Regions from separate parts of the Drosophila melanogaster genome. Here region 1 is linked to region 2. Evidence: chromatin contacts called from public Hi-C data. All regions are on one chromosome and are shown on one strand. The core of a region is the stretch at or near the end of the contact, and the rest is flanking DNA. Distances in the headings are between cores, read along the strand shown. Region 1 overlaps Eip74EF (Ecdysone-induced protein 74EF). Region 2 holds the start of CG3764.

Region 1 (3,703 bases), core at 220-2,719, 550 kb before region 2:
GGTACAGTGAAAGCTCGGCGGAATAAACGGGGGAAGACCGATGAACTTCTTCCAGGAAATCTAAATTCTTCGCCTTCCTTCCGTTGTTCACCTAGGCGTATACTTAATTTGAACGCTCGTATATTACCCATACGCCTAATATGCCGCACAGGAAGTAATCGCACACGTTTCGTTTGCGCAATAAACTATTTCAACGGGAATAAATACAATAATCTACTTTTGAATTCTCAGGAATTTTCTAGAGTCAATACACATGTTGCTTACAAGTTGCAGTTTACGATCAAAATACAAGCTGTTGACACGCGGAATATGTGCTAAAAGCACGGTTTAAATACGACTTCCAGCTTTGAAGTTGCCCAACAACTATTTCATTTAACCATTATATATTAAACTTTTACCTTAATTTGTAAAAAATCAAAAGTAAACTATATGCACATGAATGTTTTCATTCTGCTGTAAATTGATTTAGACATTTCCATGTCAGTCGTTTACCATTTAGAACTTTAACTTGTCGGCGGCCACCTGCAACAAATTACGCATACGCCGCGTTGGCCGCAGTAAAAAACAACACGTGAGCACTTCCCCACGGAAAAACTAAAAGAAAAACGTAGACAAGCGAAAAAAATCGAGGCAAGTGACGGGCATTTCCGACATTTTCACTTCGACAAGCGATTAAAGCACCAAGTAAATAGAGGGAAATTCTCGCAACGAAAACTTGGCGAAAATAATATTTATAATTTCCGTTAAAAAGCTGCTGCTGTTGCACCAGCAGGCCAATTGTCGATGGCCGAGGGGGGCGAGGCGGTGGGTGGTTAACCAATGCAACCGCACAGCTGTTTTGTTGCCGCGCGATTTCCGTCACGACTTTGGTTTTTTATTTTTGTGCTGCGGCTTTTGAATTTCTTACATATCAAGAAAATATATGGGTATATACATTTATATATATGTATATTTTTACATGCTTCTCATTCACCCACGACGAGTGGAGCGGCAATCAAAACGAGACAACTGCGTTGCACAGTGGGTCAAATGGCCTATAGGACAGAGTAAAATAATAAACGTTTTTTACAAGAAAAAGGTCAAAATATATTTATATATTTTTTTAGATTGTATTGCTTTTGAAAACAAAGGGTATTCAAGTACTTGTACCTGCTACTTTCTCCTATACAGTGATTACCACTTCCACTTTTCTTGGTGGAAATGATATATCTGCAAATATATGGAAAATGGTTAGTTTTACACCGCTTTACGAGGCATTATCGGCCAGTGTGCGAAGTCGGCCGGGCTGCCGTGTATTTAAAAAGCTGTAAAAAGCACTCGCACACAGCGGCAACATGCAATAATGCAGCCAGCAAAGCATAAATTGTAAACTCGTCGCCGTTGCCGACAAGCCTTGACCTGATTTCTCTTCCTCTCTGCTGCCACTCGTCTGGGCTTGTGTGTGTGAGTGCTTGGCGTGGCTGTGTGTGTGCGCGTATCTGTGAGAGTGAGTGTGCTTGCAAGCTTCATTGCTCCGCTGGCTTTGACGTTTTCCTGCACACTGCAGTTGCCGCGGATTTGATTCGTGTGAATGTGTGTGTGTGTATGTGTGTGTGCGTACCGCTTGACATTCAATGCAATTTTTTTTGCCTCTGCTTATTTTCATGCCGCTGCTGCCAGTGCTGCCGCTGCATGAAATAAGTGAAAATGCACTTTTACTTTTCAGCTGCAACAACAACGGCCAAAGGAAAGTGAGAAGCTAATTTTTGTTGCCTTTCCTCTGGCGTTGTTTTTAACGGTTGCGAGTTCATGGCTCACCAAATTGGGGCATTTCAATTGTTTCATTTCATTTCGTTTCGTTGTATTCGTTTTCCTTTTTGCATATCTCGCTCAACATGACATTTCTATGAAATTATGATGCGAATTTTTGTATTATTAGCTCGTTGGATAGGCATTTTTGACAGCTGTGAAGAGGACAGGGGCGTAGCCAAGTGGTTGGTGGGCGGATTAAAGGGGATTGAGGGGACTGAGAGCCCTGCAAAGCATTCCGTGATGAGGCCAAGTATTCGTTTAATTGGAACAGCAACGGCATCTGGGGATTCGAAAGTATGCATTATTCTGGTGATTGAAGCAATCGCAAATTTAAACTGATGTTGCTGAAGGATGCTTAATTATTCAGCTAATACCTTTGTGGATTTTTTTTATATACATACATATATGCATAATTAATTTCCAAAGAAATGTATAATTAATTAAATTTTGTTAATGAATTCATAATCTAGTGAATTTGGATATGTTTTATATTGATATTTTTACGGTTTTTCTGTAAAAGCTAGCTTTATATATCAAATCACATCAAGGATAGGATAGGAATTCCAGTCTAATGACATTAACTTGGCAATAAAACCTTAGATGCATTTTCAACATCTTAACTTAGAGATGTATTTTCAACCACCTCCTCCTTTGCTCCTTCATTTCAGACACCGAAATTCCTATTGTCAAGCAATCGACAAGTCCGGCACCGCAGCAGCAACTGCAGCAGCAGCACCACCTGCAACAGCAGCAACAGCAGCAGCCGCACAACGGCTCCACCTTCGCCGGCGCCACCGCTCTGCTCCACATAAAGACGGAGCAAAATACGCTGCTCACTCCGCTCCAGCTGCAGCAGCAGCAACAACAGCAGCAGGGTCTACACGGTGCGGCAGGCAACGGAGGCAGCAGCAACGGCAACAATGCCCACCAGCAGCAACAGCCGCTGGCCATCCCACAACGCCCGCTGCTCCACAATCTGCTTAGCGGCGGTGCCATCCACAATCCGCACCACAGAAACTACACGACGGCCACAACAGGTGATTATACACAAGGCAAATTAATGTCACATTCTAAAAGCAACTTGATCTTAAAGGATATGTGCAACAATTTGTTAAAATTGATTCAAAAACTTTTTGATTTTGATTTGAGAACTTTTTAAAATTTTAGAAACTACAAATGTAATGTTTACTTACATATGTACAAAGTTGTAACCCTTAATATGCACCAATCTTTGAACTAACTTTGCTACTTTAAATTAATCTCGAAAGTCTTTATTAAAGTAACGCTGCATTTAAAATGACATTTAATAGATAACTTAACGTCCGTATAGTTTCGAATGCATTTGTTATAACAATGCCAGTTTCAAGTTGAAAGAGATCTTGTTTTTTCGAGTGCATTCAGTAGTGAGGCGAGCGTGTCCAGCAGCAAGGTGAACCACTGCACACGCCCTCGACTCGATTCGAGCCATATCGATTGCTAATTGCCCCTTTTCTTGGCTCGTCCTCGCTCCGCGCGGCTCTATCCCGTTCGCAGGTTCATTTCCGCCCAGTCCCGCGGACAGCGGCGTCTCCGACGTGGACAGCTCCAGTTCCGGCGGCCAGCCCTGCGCCGACGAGCTGAAGGCGCGTCTCGGGATGCCACCAGCCACCTCGGCGTCGGCAGCGGCCGCGGCAGCAGCGGCGGCGGCGGCAGCGGCACACCTGCACACGGGCACCTTTCTGCATCCGAATTTATACCAGAACAATGCGGCAAATTCGCTGCGGAACATATGGAATCGCAGTGTTGGGGGTGAGTATCGAGTATGCCTGAGAAAAACGCAACCAATTCCAACTGTGTGCTTAAGTTTAGAACTGAGTTTAAGGGCTAGACTTATAATACATTTTTTATACACATCAAATTGGGAGTGTGTGAA
Region 2 (3,351 bases), core at 607-3,106:
TGAGTGCTCATATCCAGATTCTGCGCTCCGAAGTGCTTCGCTATCGCTCCGACCTGGCGAGCGCTCAGAAGGAAGCCACTATCAAAACACAGCAGTATGCGCAGGAAGAGAAGTCGATTCGCGAGGAAAACGCTCGCCTTCAGCGCAAGCTAAAGCAGGAGGTGGAGCGCCGCGAAGCCCTATGCCGGCACCTCTCCGAATCGGAATCCTCGCTGGAGATGGACGAGGAACGCTTCTACAACGAGAACCTGATGGGAGGCGGTTCGTTCGCTGTAGCGACGGCAGCAGCCGCCGCCGCAGCTTCAGCGGTGAGCGCCCAACGTCAACGCACCATCAGCAGTCCCGTCTCCCACAGTCCCTCGAGTAGCCGACCTCTAAGTCCGGGCACGGCGGTGCAAAACCGCTGCTATGCCTGCGGCCAGCTAGTGGTGAGTACGATATTGTGAAATGTTGCTTTCCAGATTTGTAAAATTAAAAATTCTTCGTTTCAGAATCGTCGTGCCAGCGAACGCTTCATAAAGCCAGCACTGCCAACGCCCATGCTGGGCCTGAACACTTCCGCACCGAACGTGCTGACCTCAACCAACCCACTGCTGGGCATTTTGGGAACCGGCAGCTCCTCATCGTCCGCGTCCGTATCAGCTGGGAATGCCGCTGGCGGCTTTCTCTCGAATCTGGGAGGCGAACGCCTAAGCCTTGGCTCGTCAAATTCGGCTGGCGGCAGTGCCACCTTCTTGGCCGGCGGTGGAGGTGGAGGTCTGCTGGCCCAGCTCACTAGCCACTCCAGCGCTTCGTCGTCGTCGTCCAATTTGATGAACATCAGCCTGAACAACTCGTCCAGCGGCAATCTTGTTAACAGCAGCAGCAACTCCTCACTGTCGGCGTTTACGCCAACCAATCCGCCCAGCTCGGCGGCCACGGCCTTTATCCAGCCAGCCAGTCCAATGGACACGTCCACCTGCAAGGACTAGGAGGATGCAGTAGCTCTCGCACAGGGATACAGAAAAATCATGACTTATTCACACACTTTCACACGAAAACACACTATATTCATAAACACGCACGCATGCAAGCAACCAGTTTAACGATCCTAAAAACATAAGAAAACACAGAAACAAAAGATGAGAAAGTAACTATCGTAAGCTTCTCCAGGGCGACTCAAAGTCGCCACATTTATATATGGTTAATATGTATATGTATGTTCTATTTGATCAAAATCTCTTAAAACCTTTCAATAACGGAATTCCTAGGCGAACGAATATTTAGCGCTAATGTTTAAGATTTGAATGTTTTTCTAATTTCGCTCGGTTCCAGTTAAAGTTAAGTAAAACACAGCTAATAATGAGATATGGAGGATATAGAGGATGAGAATGAGGATGGACAGCACACGCTAACCAGATCGTATGAATTTATAAAAAGGGTGAATTCTATTCATGTCGAAACCATTTTCCCACAATTCCTTCGCATGTGGGCCTAAAAAATTTTGAAGTATGTTTATGTAAGCCAACAAAAATAAAGTTCAACAATTTAAAATTAAATAAAAATTCGTCCAGAATTTTTTTAAATTAAATTTTGTTTAAATTCGAGGTGCAAGGTTTTCAAAATTGTAGAAAGTACAACTGTAGACACTACAATATATGAATTGTAAACATCATCTGATAGGTTTTTTTAAAATATGTTTTCAGAAATAACATTTTTTTCTTTTGACGAACCACAAGAACAAGAATTTTCGAATTTCCGTTAAATGCACGACAAATGGTGGGGCAACACTTAAAGTATCCCCTAAAACTGCCTTCATACTTCTGCCACTTGGCGTGCACACACTGGCGCGCAGCTGCAGCTAACTTCGCGTTGCAAAATGCTCTTGTGTTGTTTGTGTTTGTGATTGTAAATAAAGGCCAAACAGTCAGCGCGAAGCGTTAAGACCAAAGACTAACCTTTGGGCCAGGCCAAAAAGCGGAGTGTAACACCTCGAGCGAGAGCAAACAAAGCCGCAAAGTGTTCAATTAAAATAAGTGACTTGACTTTGATCTGAGAACCGAGAGAAAGACGGTGAAATAGGTGGGCAGGAAGTGGGAAGTCAATGATAAATGACAACAAAAAAGTGTGTATTGGCCAAAAGAAGCTCGCATTGGTAGCAACGACAGAAAACCATTTACACACACTCAAACAAACAAACACAGATGGTGCTCTTTAAACGCTGCTGCCGCTCTCCCTCTCTTTCACTCACACACATTTAACGACTGCGACGCGTCTCTTGCAAACTTTTTAAAGCGGACGCCAGCGATATTCGGTTCTCATTTCGATGTGGAACGGTAAAGAACCTGTGTCGCTTCCGCAGCCGATTCGCGAAAATAACACAAAAATAGCCATATATTATTTTTGCTCAATCAAATAAATTCCACTGCAAGTGCGTATGTGTGTGTTTGTGTACAGGAAGAGATCAGATAGATCAGAAGCAGTGCAAGAAAGAAAAGTGCAAAGCGAAAGTTTTGGTTTTGATTGTGCAGCATCCGCCATCTCGCTCTGGCAGGCGCGCGTGTAACGGTAGACGTCTCTTTCGCCAACAACAACAGCAACAACCACTCATTCCAAGGAAAGCGAAAAGTGCGCCCTTGTTTGTGTGCGTGCGTGTCTGTGTTTTATTTCCATTTCCACACAAAATCAGAAATAAATTCAATATTCGATCTTCGATTCTGAGATTTCGATTGGCCAGATGTGTTTATTAACAGATTGCGGACATCGTGTCTTATTATGGCCCTATTGAATAAACTCTTCTTTCCGTCGGCAACACCAACAACACCAGCGAATTTAGCGGCAGCGCCCACGCTGACCGCAGCGTCCGCAGCAGCAGCAGCGCTAATTAATAGCCAAACAACAACAGCAACTACAGGAACAGCAACATCAGCTACTACAACAACATTGCCGGCACGTACAGCTCACGCCTCTGCCGGCGTCGCTGCCACGGCCTCTGCTGGCAATAGTTCGTCGTCCGCAAAAGCTACAAAACAAACTTCGCGAAATTATCTAAGGTAAGTGTTTATCTTTTTAACAACAAAACTGCCTAACACCCGGTATTAGTGTATCGATAAAATGCGCGCACAACAAAGGGGGAAAATAGGTGCAGCTGCAAAATCACTCGGAAGCACATACATTCACACAAAGAGAGACGTGCGAAAAGGCGTTCTCATGATGCGTTTCACACTATACATATGTATGTATGTACATACATATACGCCCCGCCCCCTCCACCGGCACTCATGTTCCTCTCTCTTGCACCACCTGCACTTCCTCTTCCTCCTACACCCGTGCTTCGTACGCAAATTGGCAAAGAGTAAAACGAGGACGATA

What was found. A called contact is a pair of places that touch in the nucleus more often than the background predicts.
Region 1: a contact with region 2 is called in a Hi-C map of the Kc167 cell line, with 1.9 times the contacts expected there. A contact is called at or near these places in 1 of 107 Hi-C or Micro-C datasets (the Kc167 cell line) and 1 of 7 datasets of targeted methods (the Kc167 cell line).

What each region holds. Positions count from the first base shown.
Region 1 is chr3L:17,564,482-17,568,184 of dm6, reverse strand. Eip74EF (Ecdysone-induced protein 74EF) reads left to right here. Exons shown (of 8, transcript NM_168740.3): 6 at 2,460-2,828; 7 at 3,325-3,579. Among named protein-coding and RNA genes, the nearest start is that of CycT, 8.5 kb to the right of the region's middle.
Region 2 is chr3L:17,011,070-17,014,420 of dm6, reverse strand. CG3764 reads left to right here and starts at 1,856. Exons shown (of 7, transcript NM_001275048.1): 1 at 1,856-3,032. The coding sequence starts at 2,755. CG6664 reads left to right here. Exons shown (of 5, transcript NM_168710.3): 4 at 1-428; 5 at 492-1,535. The coding sequence ends at 971.